2 separate regions of the Anas platyrhynchos genome follow, and region 1 is linked to region 2. A link is a contact called in public Hi-C data. All regions are on one chromosome and are shown on one strand. The core of a region is the stretch at or near the end of the contact, and the rest is flanking DNA. Distances in the headings are between cores, read along the strand shown. Region 1 has its middle 79 kb from the start of BTG1. Region 2 has its middle 12 kb from the start of BTG1.

Evidence for each region. Hi-C and Micro-C count contacts between places; a contact is called where the count stands out from the background.
Region 1: a contact with region 2 is called in a Hi-C map of small yellow follicle, with 3 times the contacts expected there. The contact joins two enhancer-like sites.

What each region holds. Positions count from the first base shown.
Region 1 is chr1:48,106,119-48,113,118 of IASCAAS_PekinDuck_T2T, forward strand. No RefSeq gene overlaps it. Among named protein-coding and RNA genes, the nearest start is that of BTG1, 79 kb to the left of the region's middle. Within about 2 kb of position 4,158, at least 1 of the 8 cell types and tissues checked has an H3K27ac peak or open chromatin away from gene starts, as enhancers often do. A contact at or near this core is called in small yellow follicle, where this site is marked.
Region 2 is chr1:48,039,085-48,045,123 of IASCAAS_PekinDuck_T2T, forward strand. No RefSeq gene overlaps it. Among named protein-coding and RNA genes, the nearest start is that of BTG1, 12 kb to the left of the region's middle. Within about 2 kb of position 1,862, at least 8 of the 8 cell types and tissues checked have an H3K27ac peak or open chromatin away from gene starts, as enhancers often do. A contact at or near this core is called in small yellow follicle, where this site is marked.

The sequences.
Region 1 (7,000 bases), core at 2,908-5,407, 69 kb after region 2:
ATACTAAAGGATATTAATCTGTGAAGTTAATATAAAAATACAGACCTGTTATGTTAGATACACTAGGCTTAAAGAGGAGAAGGAAAGATTTTAGAAATTAATAATTAAAACAACATCAAAGTAATATAGCCACTGATTTTCTATAGATCTATTGATATTGTTGGTGTTGCTCTTATTATTTCTACTTAGACAGATTGATAGCCACTTTTATCATCCTTCTAGGTGTCTTATCAAGTTCTGGTGTGTGCTGCAGAGCTGATAAGAGATGAGAAATGCCACCCCTGGGATCTCCATGGATTATTTTTATGCATGGCTGTTCAGTGACAGCCAATCACAGAGAGCTGGAAAGTAGTTTTATTGTTCTGGTGGGGCAGCTGCTATTCATCCTCCACAAGCAGAGTAGAAAAGGATGCACCTGCCATTGTGTGACAGATTGAAATTTAATTTCTTGCAATTTTCAGACTTCATTGGTGTGCTAAGGGGCCATCTTCAGGGGATCGAGACACCAGTGAAAGGAAAGAAAAAGTAAGGGGTAAATGACCTCTTAGGCCTTTGAAGCAGATGCTGAAGTAAGAAGTAGTGCCACACAAGTGAGCATGCAGGAACTGTAGAGAATAAATTGTTCTCTGACTGATAGTAGCAGGGAAGCACAAAATATCTCAAGTTTTGCTGCTTTTATCTTGTCTCAGGGACCTTTCAGAGAGCCTCATCCTGGGAGGTGAGAGCATCCTGCCTCCTGGTGAGAAAGGAGTATGTCAAGAGCAACTCCCTGACTTGGCAATAACATAAAAAGTCTGTAATACTTTGCATTCCCAGAATCAATCCCCTCCACCATTCAGCCTGGCTTTATATTGTCTCTCTTCTCTCCTCAAGGAACAGAAAGCAATTATGATTTTTATACTTCATGCTCCAGTCTGCAGTATGGTCCCAGGCTACCTTCTGTCATCAAGGCCTTTGGCCTGAAAGAGTCTTACTTTCAGAGCAGCTGGGACCACTGTTCGGTTGGGAACATCTATCAAGATCTTTCTGTTTGACTTAGCTCTTCCTTCTTCCTACTGCTATTCTTCATTTTTACTTCTGCCTTTCTCCTTTCAAGTATCATTTTTCCCATAAACAATGAAGAAAGCATCAAAATATCACTCTTATTTGACCTCAAGGCTCAGCAAGCAGGATGTCACCAAGAAGAACCCGAAGCATATTTGTTTGAAAACAAACAAAGAAAAAATAAATAAAAAAAAAACACATATATATATATATTCACATAATGGCTCTTAAGCATGCTCATTGTATTGCCAGCTTTAATTTTACTTTAATAACATGCTTGTGTTGGCTTTATGGACAGTCATATATTTAAGCAGATTCACAAATGAACTACAGGAAAGCAAATAAACCAACCTGGTTTAAAACAAAGTTTGCAATAAGTGTAACACATTTAGCAGAAAGGTACCATGTGCTTTATACTGAGAAACTTTACTTATTCATTTAGTTGTTTAAAAGAGAAAAAGGTGAATTATACAGTCTCTATTTATAATTTAAATTTGGACATGGTCACTTAAAATAAAGTTAGTGTCCTTCTGCATGTGATGAGCTAAAATTTTATCGCCCAGTGGTTAGTCTGTGTCTTTGCTTGATTGTATGTAAACAAGCCTGATCTCCCTTTGCCATTACAAAACTGATCATCACCTCTCAGTACTATCTGGATTTTGATTATTTGTCAACAATTTTGTTTTCCGCTGTCAGCGGCTGTACGTAATGGCATGGCTTGTGTGGTGGGTATGCCAGACAAATGACATTACTTAGTAACTGTTTTTATGTACTGTCTGGTGTAATCTAAGAATAGCAGCTTGAGTCTAAACAGATTCTGAACAGTGACATATTACCCAGATACATCTATGAATAGGGCTACAGGAAGGACTGATCCTTCATTTTAAGTACAAAATATGATTCAGAGCAGAGTTTGAAGAATCATGCAGCATTTGAAGGTGAATCTTCTCCCTCCAAGGAGCACTCCCTAACTAGTGGGGTATAGAGGCCTGAAGGGTTGATTTTTCTCATTCTGCCTCAGGTAGAATAATTCTAGAAAATGTTTGCATTCATGAAGAGGCACTGGTGTCTCTCTCCTCCCAGAAAATTAGACAACTCAGTGAGTAACAAGTTACAAAGAGAATGTGGATTCTGTATTTCTCTCTTCTGGGTTTTAAGCCAGATTTTTCCTTGTCCCTTCAGATGTCTCATTTCATTACTGGGTTTCCTAAGAAATAAGTGCCTGGCTCCACCAAGTTGATTGTGCCAGCCTAAGTTAGACATCATGCTATCCTAAATTGCCATCAGATATCTGCCCAGACAGAAAGGTGCCTCCAAAGGCTGATCCAGAGTCCTGAAGTGAGTACAGCTCACCTACTGTATTGGGAAATTAGTTCCTTCTCTATGCACACACACACCAAAGTGCCTACCAGTCCACTGGAAACTCCACATGCAATGACGCATCTGAATGGGTGGTAGACTGACAGAACCATGGTTGCCTAAGTCTGTTCAGGAAACAACATCATAAAGGACAGATGCTGAAGAACCCTTTTTAAGGGAATGGTGCAGTGGCTGAAGCATGTGTGAGGACTGGAGATCTTCCAGTCTGTTCTTTGTACCCAAGACTGTTTCTGGAAGCAATCATCTAATAGAACTCACTAAGTTATAGAGTTCTGATAGAACTCACTCATATATATCTTATATCTCTCATCATCCCTCTTACAGAACATCTCTACAGAACTTATGCTGCTGTACACAAATCCTATTCTTCCCTCTCCATCCCAAAGGTGTCACATTTGTTGTCACTTTCACTGCCTCAACCCCTTGAAGAAACCTCTAGAAGGGTAAATAAATGTACTCAGAACAAGAAAAATAAATAGCGCAATTCAGTGATTCTGGTAAATGGCAAGGATATCTCCAACAATCTTCTACATGGAGTTGTGGAACTGAGGCAAGGGACTTGGGCAGCAGTGAAAAAAATGTAAACTGTTTGGAGATGCAGGTCATGCTGTCAGGAAGATTAAGGATTAAATCAATGTTATTTTTTCCCCCTTTTCTTCAAGTATTATAATAAGCCTCAGGCTTTCCTTCTTGTTAAAGACATCCCAGAATGCAACACTTTGGGATGTCACAGATACCCGTATCTCTTGCAAATTTTTCCATTACAAAGTGCTCTGAAATAATCGCATTGTAAATAGATTATCTCATTCTGACAAAATGCTGGAAATAAGAGGTCTTCTAAGAATCTGGAATTTCCATATATATATATATATATATTTTTTTTTTTTTTTAAGTGGGATGGATTTTTTCTTACTTTGTTCATCCCCATTACTTGAGGGAAGGAAAATCAACAGAATTTCTGAAACAAATTTCATTTTTACGTCTGTTTTGCAACTCACTCTTTGTGTTTGTTCGTTATGATTATTTCCTATGAATATGGAGTAGTCCCTTGAATGTACAAAAAATCTCTGATGTCTCCAAGATCAGCAAGTGTATATTAAAGACTTCTTTCATGAATCAAGTAAACTGTTGGAAAAAAGCTGCTATCTCAGTCTACAGTTGTTGGCATTCTCCCATAACGGAGTTTTCCTCTTTGGGTTACATTAGATATTGCAATACATGCATCAGCTGAGTTGAAAGGAAAGGAATTCATAGAAGAATTTTGAGCACACAAAAATGCAATCTTTGCATTCGCCTTTAGCAGGACAAGAAGGTTTTAATGTGCAGGAAAAATATGTTGGAAAATTACCTAAGCCAGACAAAACATTTTATCAAAACTCTGCTATTTGGTAGTATTTTATAAAACAAAAAATGGCAGCTGAAAGGAAAGGAAAGGTAAAATGTAAACTGATAGGTTTGTTAGTTTTGGGCAGCATATTTAAACCATGCCTTGAGTACAAACAGAATGCTGGCATTCTGTGGTAGGCTATAATTGGAATGGTTTGCTTGAAAAATTATACTTTTTATCTGTTTCAGAAAGCAAAGAAACTTTCCAGTCCTTTATAAAACTATTTTGAAATTCCAGCCTAACATCAGCTAAAAACTGCCAGAAGGCAAAGCAGAGATTGCAACTGGGGTAGAGGGCTACTATCACTGGCCTTTACACCTCCTGCTCTGCTCCAGAGAATCAGGTTAGTCCTTTTTTTCCTGCTGGGTGCAAACAGGGGAAGAAAACAACAGGATTTCCAAGTCAGCACAGGAGGAAGGCCCAAGACAGCTTTACATTACTCCTCAGCCATTCCCAGTTGCACTCACAGGCAGTGAGTGTGCCAAATGCTGCTCCACCAAGCAGACAGCATAGACTTGCAGCAGTCAGGCCCTCTTCAGAAATTTTCAAGTTTAAATGACTTCTAGAACAGAAAGAAAGAAAGACACAAACAAACAAAAAATCCAGAAAGATACAGATAGGATTTTGCATGCTACTATCAGAGCAATAAACAGATGCATTCATATCTGCATTTACTTGTTAGATTTTTTTCTACCCTTATTTTTAGAAAATGTTTTTGCTGACAAATTGGAAACATCGTACAAAATGGTCATGTGTATAAAAAGAAATATGAAAATGTACTTCTGCAAATCATTATTATTTGGTATAAATATTCAAAACTAACAAATATTCTTTGTGTTAAAATCCCCCTGCTTTCTGAATTTGGTTTCAGAGTCACCCTATATATCTTGCTTTAAAATTTTTGAAAAATCTCAGAATGTCTAAAGTAAAAGAAATAAAAATAAAAAATCTAATTTACCAACTGTAGCTACTATGAAAGCTGTTCTTACTGCTGTGATTATTCCTCTTTAATGCAGCCTGTTTGGAAATCCTGGGGAGATAGTTTGTGCTCCCTCTGAGAAGTACTATTTTTTTAAAGATTCAGTCTTAAAAAGAAGATGTTTGTAATCATTTGTAATTGTAGCCTAAAAATTCAACTGTTTCACTAGCTAGACACTTTTTAATAGTTTAAGCTTTTTCAGAAGCCATATTGCTCCTCTATCTATATTTTCAAAGCATTTTCCAGGCACATTGTGGTTGGGTAGAAGTAAACTTTATGAGCAGCCCTTAGCTATTAGCACCGTTTGTTTGATATGTATGACAAACCTTGCTTTTTGAACTGCAAATATGTGGTTTAGAATTAAGTAAAAATTAGCATATTTCTGCACCATTTTAACATTACCGTTCCCACATTATATTAATACTATAAAACGTAGATTTGATGCTTTTCACAATTCTATTTTCAAATAAATTTATCTGAATAGTCCATATTTTTAAAATCTTATTCTAAGGCTAAGTCTGGGTCCATAAAATGAGGGGTTCTTTTGCTTTGGTTTCGGTTAGAGAAACAGGACAAGAGGAAATGCTGAAAACTGGTCTACTACATGTACAGGTGTTCTTCCACTCTTATTGAAAAATCTGATCAAGAAGAGTGAGTTCAGCTACATGTAAAACTGAAAAGAGATAAGAAAAGCTTACGTGGCTAACAGGAACTGAATTAACCAGTATGTGCAACTACAAATTGACATTTTCATATGATTTCCAGAGCATTAAATCATGATGTAAATGATTCTGGACCTTGAAATCTCCAGGTAGAATTCTACTGTGTTACTGCAGCTAACAGAAATGAAAAAAAGCACAAGCATGGAAGGGTGTGATGAAGATGACACATTTTAAACAACAGACAATGGGAACAGAGGCCTCAGAAGGAGATAAATGTTGTTATCTGGAAGGCCTTAGCACAGAAAATCACGAGAGAATCATATAAAGATTAACAGTTTTCAAGGTTTGATCAATCCTTTTTGTTACAACACTTGTCCTCTCAATTGTACTGCATATTTGGATAGCAGGCTTCTACTGTTTAGCAAATGCCTTTAGCTATACATAGTAGAGTCAGACAATCTCACTGGTTAAAATGGTCCTGGTGTGTACTGATAAAACCCTCAAACCAATAATATCTTTGAGATGTCTTAGTGTTTTCACATGTATACATGAGCAGCTCTGTCATCTCCTGTGCATTCTTGTGGCTTGTGTTGTCTGGGGTGAGGGGAAGAAATTAAATCCAAATCCAAAAAAATCTTGTGAGACTTAACACTATGGCAGATCAACAAACTTAAACTGGCATGTTAACATTTGACAGATTGGTAAGCTACTTGAAAGGAAAGAGGATCTGAATATTAGTCACATGTACTGCAGATAAAGAAAATAGGCCTGCTGACGAAAACAAGAAAATATTTTGCTGATAAACACCTATACATTCACCATGCAAAGCTTTCTATAAACTAGATAATGTGTTTTAACAACATTGTAGCTATATAGCCAATACACTTGGGCATAACAGCTTTCCCTGGTGAAAACAATATCCACTTGGAGAATTATTTGATAATGCATTTATGAGCAACTCTAATGGTTTCAGCAGAATGTAGATCTTAATTCGGACTGCTTAGTGTTTTTTTCCCTTTTCAAATATAATAATATTCTTGTATAGCCAGCGATAATCACATCTGATAAGAGAATCATCTTTTTGTAATAGACTTTTGTAATAGACTTTTGATCATGTGTCATCATGTCCCATCCTTTTTTTTTTTTTGTTTTAAACATTTTCACATTTTCATTCTGCTGGTTTGCTGAAAATTATTTGAGATAGCTACTTAAAGAAAAAAAAAACAAAAACAAACAAAAACAAACAAAAAAAAAAAAAAAAAAAAAAAACCCCGATCTATCTTATAATATATTTGTATATTCAGAAAGTCTGTTATGGTATAGTTCTACCTGGAGTTTTTTTGTTTGTTTGTTTGTTTTGTTCTGTTTTTTTTTTGTTTTTTTTTTTTTTGCTAATGTCATTCTAATCATAAAGTGGATGATAAAAAAGTTCAGTTCTATTCAGTATTTTCTTACACCCAAGTGAGTTTTACATCCCAAGATGAGCTTTAGGAAATTTAGATATCTGGATATTTTTCTATTTCAACAGAACAACAGTATTGTTGCATA
Region 2 (6,039 bases), core at 612-3,111:
AAAAATATGTGCCTGTCATTCAAATTTGAAATCACTACTAGCTGAGCTTACTGAAGTTGAAGAAGTTATTTTCAAGCCAAGCTGATGTGTGTACAAAATGTCTCTGAATTATAAAACTGATGTAACCCTATGATAAATTCTGCAATTCAAATTTGCTGATTTCCTTTTCTTGCCCTTTCTTGGTACATGCTCCTAACTACCGCAACATCCTTTTGTAATCAGTTTGCAATCAATAAAAGGAAGATTTCAAATGGGATTTGCACTTTTCAAATCTAAGACCCCAGCCTTTGTGCATCCCTAATTTCACCGTTCTGAGTACTCCTGACTTACTCATGTGAATACGTCATCTGCCATTTAGTATTTTATGAGATCAGCTATGTGTCAAAAGCCTTCTCAGTGAGGCAGAAAATGTGTTTTTTATTATTTCCATAGGCACTGGAAGGCACATTCAAATCTTTATTATTGACTGAAAAGAAAATTTCCTCTTATTACCGAAGAATAGGGACAGTGAATAGGCTGAAAAGTGAATGCTGCACACCTACTGCATCATGATCTCATTCTCAACATGATTGCCTCGGTGCTTGCCAGTTCCAGTGCTCATGAGTCACACTCCAGTATGTGATTTACTTAAAAGCAATAAATGTCAGCACTTTTATTTACAATCTGCCTTTGAAGATTTGGAAGTCATAACTTCAACATTTTTTTTTTCTACAACTATGAAGACTAGAAATGATCTTTACCTTTTTCTTTTAAATGAAAGATGAAAGCCTTGACTGATGTATTAGTAGGTCTGACCTAGCTGCAGTGGGCTATGTTACTATCCAAATCCAGACTTTCCACTGCTTTGCCAGAAATTACCATTCTGGTAAGAGGGGTGGCAGAAAGTGTATCTGGTATGTTTCTTGTTTTTTTCTGATTCTTGCTCAACATGAGCTGAAGTTGTTACAGTGGCTAGATTTGTGCCATTCTAGACTCCATCACACGAGATAGGGGCCCAGTGCTGCTCTCACATCTGCTGGGGAGATGGTGGCCTCTGGCAGATGGCTGGGCTGTTGGGGACGTGATCATAACGCCCAGACGCGTGAGTCTTGCAAGCTGCTGTTGCCACCTGACTCCAAGAGCTGGGACGTATGAAGCAAGCACGCTTGTGCTGAGATGTCAGGAAAGGGTCATGTATGGGCTGTGGGGGAGGGAAGGGAGTGGAGGGAGCAAAGACCAGACAAATAATCCGTACAGTGAGTCAGTGGGAGAGAACGGGATGTAATTCCAGCCTAATCGTGACTCACAGACGTATTGTTTATAGTCCTTGAGAGAGTGTCTGATCACGTGGGCTGTAATATACACATTTATATGCTGTCCTTTGAGACAAATACGGGAATTTATGAATAAAAAATAAAATAAAGTTCCCCAAACCAAGCTTATAATTTTGGTTTACCCCCTTTTTTTTTTTTTTTTTTTTTTTTTTTTTTTTTTTTTGTGTGTGTGTGTGTGTGTGTGTATGTGAAAGTTTCCATTTATTCTAAATCACATTGCCTCGGGCTGCTATGCTAGTAAGCTTGGTAAATTTTTCTTTGAACTGTTTGCTAGGAATCACGTAAGCCTTGTAGAGCTGCCTTTAGGACACCTATGTGTCTTAAAATACAGGAAAGTGGGGTGCAGCTCTGCAGCGTTCATGTTACCTGCTTGTTAGGTGGCACAGCAGTGGTGCCTTGGGAACCTGACTTGGCACATGCACAATTCAGTGGATAATCCTATCCTTCATCTTCACAGTCCTTGAGTTTGGTATGTGTTTGACTGCATCTACTGTTAGGATATATTGCTTGAGTCCAAGATAAAAGACAGTGCTGATTTCCAGGAATTAGGTTCACAAGTGGCCATTTTCTCCACAGCCTGCTTTCCAGACATAGCTGTGGGCAGTGTGGATTCAGTCTGGGTTGCAGATAAAATACAGTCAAGGATAGGGGAGCTGCAGTGATAAAAAAGGTGAAGTCATTCTATCGGGATGTAAAGTGGTAGTAATATAAACTATAAAAAGGACTTTTAGACTAATGATTTCTAAAAACATAAACCCTTCCAATGCAAATTACTCTGGGAGAGGTAATTGTGGTTTGTTGGCTGTCCCAGTGTTGGACCTGCACACTGCTTTACCTTCTCCAGAAAGTTCAGGTTGCTAAAAACATTTACCAGCTCTGTTGCTTACATGCTGCATGTATGTAAAGTTTCACCCATATACAGGTACAAGAAGCTTAATTGTTGCTATGAAAGAGGACTTTGCAGTGGCTTAAAATATTTTTTAAAAATCTGCAAATACCTTGGTATGGTTAAACAATGATAACTGGATAATATTTATGCAATAGTTGTGGATACATACAAAGGCAAGAAAGCACTCTCTCTTCTCCCTGGAAGCTTGCAGAGAATTCTTATATTTCAGCTTTTTATGTGAAGTTCTGGCTTTTGGAAAAAATGGGAATGAAAGTAGAGAACTGGAGAAACTTGACTGTGGAAGGTAAAATGAAAGTTAGGACATTAAATCTCACTTATAATATCCTTAAACTACGAATAAATGTCCTCTTATGAACTAACTTGGCATTGACATCATCAGTTTGAGTGGAAATTAATTTCTTTGTTTTTTATCAGGAGAGGCTGATCTGCAGGTGGGGAAAGTAATTTCAGAGAGGCTTGTCACTTCTTTCACTAGCACCTTGCACCCATCCAAGAATGCCTCTTCAAGGCCTGTTGGCTTCTCTCTCCCAATATCAGCTCTCTCCAGTTGTGTCCATGCCTGAGTTTGAGGCCTCTTTCCTAGGCTCTGCTTCAGGTCAATAAAGAGAAACAGACTTTCTTTATGGAAAATCCTCAAACTAATTGCAGCAGCCTGTGCTAGAAGGGATGTGCTCTTAAAGAGACACTGGTTTCTTTCCTTCATAGGAAGAAGGTGAGAGAACTTGTTCAGAAATCACCGACTCCACCAGGTTAGGAAAGTCACACACCAGTCTTCTGAACAAAGTCCTTCGGGTGATTGTTTAAGGATTATTTAACTTGAATTGCACTGATTAGATACCTACAACTACTTTATTCACTGTTAATACCCCTAAAGAAGAACATCTTGCCGTTCTCACATGTTTCTTTTGCAGTCCAGTGGAATTGAAGTACCTTAGAGGAAATCATCAGCAATATGTTTCCTGAATTTCAGGAACATGCACTCAAGTAGTGGGAACAGTGGAAAAGTATTTCTGAGAAGTTGCAGGGTATGGCTCGTCTCATGGCAGCTTCCCGTGCTCTGTGAACATGGGCTGCCCAACCTACTCTTGGGGGGGGGGAGGGGAGGGGTATGTAGATGAACACTTCTCCCCAGGAATATTTCTTTTAATTCTCTTCTCACTCTCACTTTTTTGAAGTCAGTTCCTAAACACAGGGAGTTTTGCTAACCAAGCAAAACTCTCTGAACATAAAACTAGAGCTTCTAAGTGCAGCTTCCTTTCAAAAAGCACACTCTAAGAGGACCTAAACACATCTGTGTTTTTCGTATTGGCTGTATTGAGTTTACACATAAAACATGTGGCTTTGTTCCAGCTGCCAGGTGCTCAGCTGCAGCCCCAGGTTGGAGCCCAGCCAGACTCTTGCTCTGCAGCAGGAGTGGCTGTGGGCAGATGCTTTGCCCTCCCAGCCGTGTTATAGCCCCAAGTCAATTGTGCCGTGCTTGGAGAGGAGAAGCTGGGTGCCAATAAACCCTTTGAGGAATCACAGGATGGGGTTCTCTGCTTCTTTCAAGCAGTGTTGTAGGTCCAGAGGAATAGAAACACTACCAGGATGCAAGGGACATACTTCCATTGCATCCAGGGTGGCTGGTGAAGAGAGCTGCTGGCACTTTAACATAGTTGTTCTTCTGAGGCAAACTGCTGGGCAGTAGATGCTGCTGGTAGTACTATGCAGTCCTGCAAGGGCTGTGTGTGCCATGGGAGCAGTTTTCCCAGCGCTACTGCTGGATTCATGTGAGATCTTAAGTTTCTTACATGACATTCATTTTATTTAGGAGCTAGAGATCACATACCTGTTTCCTTTTTGTAATCAGTTGGTGAAGATGTCAACAGTTAACTTTATGGAGTCACAATAATATTGGTATATATATATATACCAATATTATTATACACACCGATATATATACCAATATATATACCAATATATATACCCCCCCCATATATATATATATATATATTATATATATATATATATATATATATTTTTTTTTTTTTTCCTGATGCAATTCCAGGTCATTGTTATTTTTATCACCTTAGACACCCCTTTTTGTACAGGAGGGATATGCTGCTACCCGGCTGTTGGGCCACAAAAAGCAAAGAGGCAGCTGGAGAGCCAGCACAACTCTAACACAGCTGCTCTGAAATTGTCAAGCTAGTTTTGGATGTGATGGAAGCTGCTTGCAAGTTCTCTTACTTGTACTAATGCTCTTCCAAATTGCTTGTTTGGGTTTTGCTCCAAGAAATCAGGAGCATTCATCTTATTAAATTGTCATCTTCTGAAACAGGGCTATCTCATGGCACAGAAAATGCTTAATCTTGACAGGGAACGGCAGCCAAAAAAAGAAATAGATAAGCTCTGAGAGGTTTTCCTTTGTTAGGTGGTGTACTGTACTCCACCTTATCTTTCTTTTAATGTTCTGTAAATAAGGTTGCCTCCTACTGTGGTTATCTGTCCAGGTAAAACTTCTAAGATCAGTGATGGTGAAGGGTCAAGCTCTGGGCTCATCTTCACATTCACATACAAACCACTGATTTTCTTGCTTCTCGTTGTTTTTTCACTTGTGTTTCCTTTAAGTGGTAGGAAGGGTTTTGCTTGTTTTTGTCTTGTACCATGTTTTTCCTTGCACAATGAAATGTAAACATCACCTTTCCTCTGAGTGTTTGGATATTCAGTGACTGTACACAACTCTACAACACCATATTTTTTGCATTGTGATCCATTAATACGGTCATGGTGTGAATTTATCCCACTTGTAAATTAATACATTTAGAAATAAATAATTGTGGGTTGTTTTGTTTTGCTGCATTTTGTTTTTCAAAGTAAGCTGCCATTCAGTCTTGGCTTGCTGTCTATACTTGTGAATGCTAATGGAATATTTGAGTTAAATCCAGTAAAAACTTTCTCGGTTGACTACCACCATTCAGATTACATGGAATAGATCAGTGTTACCTTGGGCTAGAGGGAAAGATGCTGTTGATTGCTGCAAATGAATTTCTTCTGTGCTAGTGGCAATATAGGAATGAGTTGTGGTTTAATTTTTTTAGATCAGGTCTGCTCCTGCTCTCAACAAAGAACATTTCCAAGCTCTACTTGATTTCAGAGAGAACAGAATTTGTCCCCTGGTACTCTAACATACAGAACTGTCATTTGTTTGGATATTTTTTCCAGTCATAATAGCTTTGTTAAGAACTGTAACATATCACAAAGCATAATAAATGGAACAGAACTGGCTGTTCTCAAAAAGACTGTCAATGGAGACTCATCAGTGAATGGAAATGCTTCCAGTGAAGTTCTGCTGGGACCAGTACTGTAAAACTGCTATTAAGAATTTTCATTACTGTTTTGAAAATACTTATAAAATCTCTGCTTTTAAAATGCCTATATGCCACAGATTGGAGGAACATAAAAAAAGGACAATAAAGTGCTGATTGTGAACAATCTATGTTGCTCAATAAACAGGATGTATATGTTGTATTTGACCTTACTGAAACATATTCAAAGTCATTCATTAAGGAATAACAAATATAGGTCCTCTATATTTCAATGGAAGACTGTGTCCTGGAAGTCAGTGGCTGGAATGAATTTGCAGCTCATGAGAAGAGCAGCTGACAGCACAATGTTATAGCAGAAAGGCCCAGTGAGACTCCTGGGTGTATAAAAATCAGGGGGAGGGAAAGTGTGATTTTACTTTGAAACATAGCATTACTGATGCCAGGGACATACTTAAGAATCATAGAATGGTTTGGGTTGGAAGGGACATTAAAGACCATCCAGTTCCAA